2 separate regions of the Mus musculus genome follow, and region 1 is linked to region 2. Evidence: chromatin contacts called from public Hi-C data. All regions are on one chromosome and are shown on one strand. Each heading gives the region's core, a stretch centred on a gene start, on an enhancer-like site or on the middle of the called end of the contact. The rest is flanking DNA. Distances are from core to core; before and after follow the strand shown.

The links. Hi-C and Micro-C count contacts between places; a contact is called where the count stands out from the background.
Region 1: a contact with region 2 is called in a Hi-C map of the G1E-ER4 cell line, with 6 times the contacts expected there. The contact joins two enhancer-like sites. A contact is called at or near these places in 3 of 15 datasets of contacts at CTCF or cohesin (embryonic stem cells and large pre-B cells), 6 of 484 Hi-C or Micro-C datasets (the G1E-ER4 cell line, the N1E-115 cell line, bone marrow-derived macrophages and 2 more) and 14 of 115 datasets of contacts at active chromatin or transcription factors (differentiating embryonic stem cells, embryonic basal ganglia, embryonic midbrain and 5 more).

Annotation. Positions count from the first base shown.
Region 1 is chr1:157,074,841-157,077,755 of GRCm38.p6, reverse strand. All of the region lies in intron 1 of Gm30568 (a long non-coding RNA gene), which reads left to right. Among named protein-coding and RNA genes, the nearest start is that of Gm30568, 5.3 kb to the left of the region's middle. Within about 2 kb of position 1,290, at least 55 of the 459 cell types and tissues checked have an H3K27ac peak or open chromatin away from gene starts, as enhancers often do. A contact at or near this core is called in the G1E-ER4 cell line, where this site is marked.
Region 2 is chr1:156,787,180-156,789,955 of GRCm38.p6, reverse strand. No RefSeq gene overlaps it. Among named protein-coding and RNA genes, the nearest start is that of Gm39683, 44 kb to the right of the region's middle. Within about 2 kb of position 1,310, at least 17 of the 459 cell types and tissues checked have an H3K27ac peak or open chromatin away from gene starts, as enhancers often do. A contact at or near this core is called in the G1E-ER4 cell line, where this site is marked.

The sequences.
Region 1 (2,915 bases), core at 41-2,540, 290 kb before region 2:
CTCAGGACAATCTATCCCACCCGTCCTTTGATTCTTCTTCCCTTATTTACACACCCAAATTCACCAGCAATTTCCATTCTTCCGATTCGAACCTCACCTGACTCTACGACTTTCGCGCGCGCGCGCGCGCGCGTGTGTGTGTGTGTGTGTGTGTGTGTATGTGTGCGCGCGCGCGCACGCGCACGCGTTGTATGTGTTCATTTGTTTGCACGTGTATGCATGAGCACGTGAGAGGTCAGAGGTTGGGGGAAGAGCTTGGATCACTGGGGTGTACTCTTAAGGAGACCCAAGGTCCCCAGCTTTTGCCATGAGATGCCATGCTGCTTTACCACGGCCTCAGGACGCAGCCCCACCTCTGAGGGCCCAAACCTCTGAAACAGCAGAATGAGTCTTCCCGAGGCTCCCACCCACTGCAGAACTGGATACCAGGTGGAGTGGCGATCTAGGCCGGCTCTCCTCGCTGAGTGCCACTCTGGCCGCCAGGTGGCGCTGCAGCACACTGGGGTGTTGCAGAGATGCACTTGTGGCTGCCTGAGTTCCGGTGCCAGCTGGCAGCATCCTCCGCCTAGGAGAGGATTCCCTTCTTTTCACTGTTCCCGTAGGTAGGCAAAGTTAGCAACGTAGAATAACCCTTCTCTTCTTGAAGGCTGAAAAAGAAAAGCCAGGAGCCCTTGGCATGGCCACCCTTGCAGGAGGCAGGTGTGGATGAGTCGCTTCCACTCAATGGGCATCCAGGACTAGAGTAAAGGGCAAGGACGGCTTGGAGACTAATCGCTGCCTGTGTGTAATGTTTAACCCAGAGCCGCAAGCTTCCATGTAGTAATAGTAATAGTCCTGAAGACGTCCAACTCTACCCTGGGCTGCCAGTGAACTGGCCTAGGACATGGGAAGTAGTGAGAATTTGAAGTCCATTGACATAAGTGTCACTAGCTGTACTATTGGCATTACCGCCACTGCCGTTTCTTTTCCCTGGAGGCAAGGGGAAGGCGTTTCAGGAATAACATTGGTTTATTCCTAGCATAAGAACCAGAGGAATGATAGTGCTGTGTGTTCTGGGCCACTTTTTTTTTGGTTTTTCTAGACAGGATTTCTCTGTATAGTCCTGGCTGATCCTGGAACTCACTCTGTAGACCAGGCTGGCCTCGAACTCAGAAATCCACCTGCCTCTGCCTCCTGAGTGCTGGGATTAAAGGCGTGCGCCACCACGCCCGGCTCTGGGCCACTATTCTAATGTGTTGTGTCCTGAAGTATGCCCTGGGAGAATGCCAGGATCAAGGCATGCATGCAGTTCCGATATCGCCCACGAGGTGGCGCAGGCCCCTGCGCTCTGTCCTGGGATTACAGAATTGATTTTAGCTAGGCTGGGCCAGTGAGTTAAATCGAGCACTAGACAGGCGTTTGGGGTCGTAGGCAAGTGAAGAGCTGTCTCCGCCCCCCCCCCCCCCCTTGGATTTGAGTCTCACAGAACAGTCACGGAGACCATTAGTTTTCCCAGGCCTCAGATGGACCAGAAGTGGGTTCAGGAGGGTGATGGGGTGAGATGACACAGTGGATCTGTAGTCAAAGCTAGACCTTAGGGTCAACTTTTGCTTTGATCTCTTGGCTGTATACCGCTTACTTCCAGAGCACCATCTCTGGGTTCTGACGCTTCTGGATCCATTTATAGCCTTTTTGTCCCCTTCCTGAGCCCTGGCAGTTTCCCCTCCTCCCCCTCCTCCCCCTCCTCCCCTTCCTCCTCCTCCTCCTCGCCCTCTTCCCCCTCCTCCCCTGCTTGGCCTCTCTGGTCAAGTGAGTGAGCCCGTCAGAAAACAGTATCCTTATTAGTGTTGAGACCTCCAACACCAGACAAATCCTGCTGTAAGGAAATCCCCGCTCCCTCCCATTCTCAGAACCTGTGTCCTGGGACTTCAATTCTTTTTCTTAAGCGCAGTTTTGCTCTGAGCCAGAGGTGTCTCCTCCAGTTCTCTGAGCCTCAGAAATCCCAGACCTCAGGGCTGTCAATCACTATTTCTTTATTCAGCATACCTTTTGAGGAATCAGAATAGATTCCTCCACCCCAACCCCGTTGGGTAGCGGTGATGGAAGCTAGGGTCTTCTACATGCTGGATAAGCTACAGTCAGCTACAGCCTCAGGCCTTGACTAATAAAGATTGATTTATTTAATGTATGTGAGTACACTGTCACTGTCTTTAGACAACCAGATGAGGGCTTTGGATCCCAATATAGATGGCTGTGAGCCACCATGTGGTTGCTGGGAATTGAACTCAGGACCTCTGAGAAAGTAGCCACTGCTCTTAACCACTGAGCCATCCCTCCAGCCTGCGATTTTTTTTTTTTTTAATTAGAAAATGCCTCAATATCTTTATCTATGGGTAAAAGTTTACAGTCACTTGTCTGGGTACTTTTCTCTCGCAGCGTGCTCTTCCTTATAGAATAGAAGGTTGGCTGATGAGCCAAGACTTCCAGTCTGGGGGTTTTATTTTTTGCATGATGAAAGCAATGTGGTATCATGGCCCTGCTAGCACAAGGAGTGATCTCTGGGGAAATGAGTCACCAGCACCTCCCTCCGGGTGGCTGTCCTCCCCCACCCTGGGGACGGGATGCACTGTACAGGAGGGAATCTTTGCAAGGCATTAACAATCTGGAGACAGAATGCAGCAACCAGGCCAGCCTGGCCTGTTGTTTTCACGCTTTGAGGGAGAAGTGAGAAATGCAAACCGGTCTCTTCACCTTCCCCGCAAATACAGGGCAGCCTTGCGCTAAGTCTCCTCTGATTTCATCTCCCTGGACACAAGCTGCCCAGTCGCACAGAGTCAAATCCAAACAAAAGATGACCGTCCATGCAGCTCCTCGAGGACCGGGGTTCTCTGAGTACATCGAAAGCAAGGGGGTGGGGGTGGGAGGTGGAGGGGAGG
Region 2 (2,776 bases), core at 61-2,560:
CTGTAGGACTGACATAAAGCAGCCCCTCACCCCACTGCCAAGGACTTCTTTGCAACATCTTAATTATCCATTTGCTGGTTAGAACATCCATCTATATCAGTAGTTCTCCACCTTCCTAATGACGTAACCCTTTAATACAGTTCCCCATGTGGTAGTGACTCTCAACCATAAAATTATTTCACTGCTACTTCATAACTGTAATTTTGCTCCTGTTATTAACTGTAATATAAATGTCTGATAGGCTGGATATCTGGTGTGTGGGGTATCTGATATGTCACCCTTGTGAAAGGGTTATTCAACCCCCGAAGGGGTCTCAACCCACAAGTTGAGAACTGCTATTCTAAAAAGAAGCCTGCATCTTTTATTCTTAGGAAGCATACACTTAGAATGTCTAATAAAAACTAAGATGTGGAGGCTGGGACGATGGCTCTGTGGGTAAAGTGCTTGATGCACAAGTGTGAGGGCCTGAGTTTGAATCACCAACACCCACTCGAGAGAAAAAAAACGCAGTTGATTGATAATGTGAGTCTGAAACTCCAGCGCTGGGAGCAGACAGAAACAAGCGTATGAAGACACGTGAACCTGATCTCTGACCCCTACACTCACACAGGAGGATGCACATACATTCATGTGAACGAGCACATACACACACACACACACACACACATATGCACGTGCATGTGCACACATACACACACACACAATGTGCTGAATTCTGGCCCTATAGCAGATCTGGGGAATTTGAAGTTAGAGCCTTAACAGTCTTGGGGCCAAGAAGCAGCAAGCCAGGGAGTGGGCGTGGCTGAGCTCCTAGTAAGTGCCCAGTGCCTGAGATTGGCATAGTGAAAAAATAGGGAAAGAACAAGAGAGTTTGAAAGATAGGATAAGGTAGAAAGAATTCAGTAGAGAGCCACACAGTTTAAATAGATGTTTATTTAGCAGAACAAAGCAAGCTCTCCGAACAGAAGTTGGAGTGGGCTATGACACAGGGTGGGACACTGTGTTCTTTGTTGTGGGTTTTAAAGGAACTTTGATAAATTTTAATGAGCTGGATATCATATTCATGGGGTAAAGTGACTTTCTCCCCTTTTAAGTCATGGTAGACTAGATTCACTTGTAGAGAATCCCTTCCCATGATCCCCTAGAAAGGGCCACATAGCCTTAGTGTACATATACGGCAAAATACCCAGAGCAGGGACAAGTGATCTACAGCCTCAAGGCTGTTTAACCACTAAGAGTGTCCTGGCTGTCGGGAGATGCAGCCACCAAGACACAGCTGGGCTTTTCTTGATTAACTCAAATCAAACTCCTTGTTGAGACAACTCAGGGTCCCGTGTGGATCTCATGGTTATCAGGTGAGCAACCTGAGACTGTCCTGAAAGCTGAAAGCCAGGTTTTACAGCAGACTGGTGGGTTGCACAAACAGCAGGACCTGGGCTGTCCTCGGGACTGCCTTCCCAGCTCCACAGCTCAGATCCATCCTCTGCTCAAACTCACCGTGGTGAAGGTGACCAGTTTAACTCAGTATAGTCACTGAGGCTGGCCCTGGATCTAATCTTATTCATCTTAGGCACGGTATTTCCATTATTCCTTCCAATGGCGTTCTGAAGGTATTCTTTCCTCTTGTAATTCAAGAATTGTTACTCGGGGCTGGAGAGATGGCTTAACGGTCAAGAGTGCTGACTGTTCTTCTAGAGGTCCTGAGTTCAATTCCAAGCAACCACATGGTGGCTCACAACCATCTGTAATGGGATCTGATGCCCTCTTCTGGAGTGTCTGAAGACAGCTACAGTGTACTTACATATAATAAATAAGTCTTTAAAAAACAAAATGAATTGTTACTCTAAGGCTCAGAGAGGTTTAGGAATTCACCAATAGCCACCCAGCAGACAGGCAGAGCTAGGATTCGAACCCTAGTTTCTCAGATTCAGAGATCAGCGCCTTTCTCAGTTGTTACTTGTGTGCAACCCATGCCCGGTGCCACAAGGCCTGGGCAGGCAGAGCAAGCCAGAGTCATCACTTGAGTTTTAGTGCCCAGAGCTAGTAGCTCAGAAGTTCTTATGATAAATTACATAACACAAGAGACAACCCAGATGCTTCCTGTGCTGGGTACTTGTTAAGGATGCTTTCTCACTGAAAGACTATGTGTGTGCTGTCAACATGTCTGAGTACGTCTGTTTTTCTGTCTCTGCTGGGGTACTGCCTCTCTGTGGGCCTCCAACCATGCTGCATCTGCTCCCTGGCATTTGACAAGTTCACTGCCAACACAAAGCCCAGCGTGCACAGCACAAACATTCCCAGACTGCCTGAGTGTGCTGCCGCCCATGCTAGACAAAGACGTTCCAAGCATTCAGGTCCAGTGCTGTGGCCTCAAGAGTCCAGGGAAGCTGAAAGGAAGAGGGGAGATTTGAAGCTGGTGGTCAGGGCTTAGAACCACAGGAGAACTGTCTGCAGGAAGTAGAAGGGGGTAGTTGAAGCTTGGAAGAGTTTATACTGATGTGCCAGGGCGTGAATGTTAGCATTCTGTCTAAACTCCTCCCCACAGTTACCTGGCAACAGCTAGGTATGCTCCTCCCTACAGTTACCTGGCAACAGCCAGGGTGACCTGACCTACTCTAAAAGGGGCTGCTTGCCCCCTCCTCCCTCTCTTCATCTCTTGCCTCTGACTCTTGCTTCCCTCTTGCTTCTCTCTTGACCTCTTGGGCTCTTTTATTCCCCTTCCCTTCCCCCTCTCTTCCCGCAGCCATGGCTGGCCTCTTCTCTTCTCTTCTCTTCT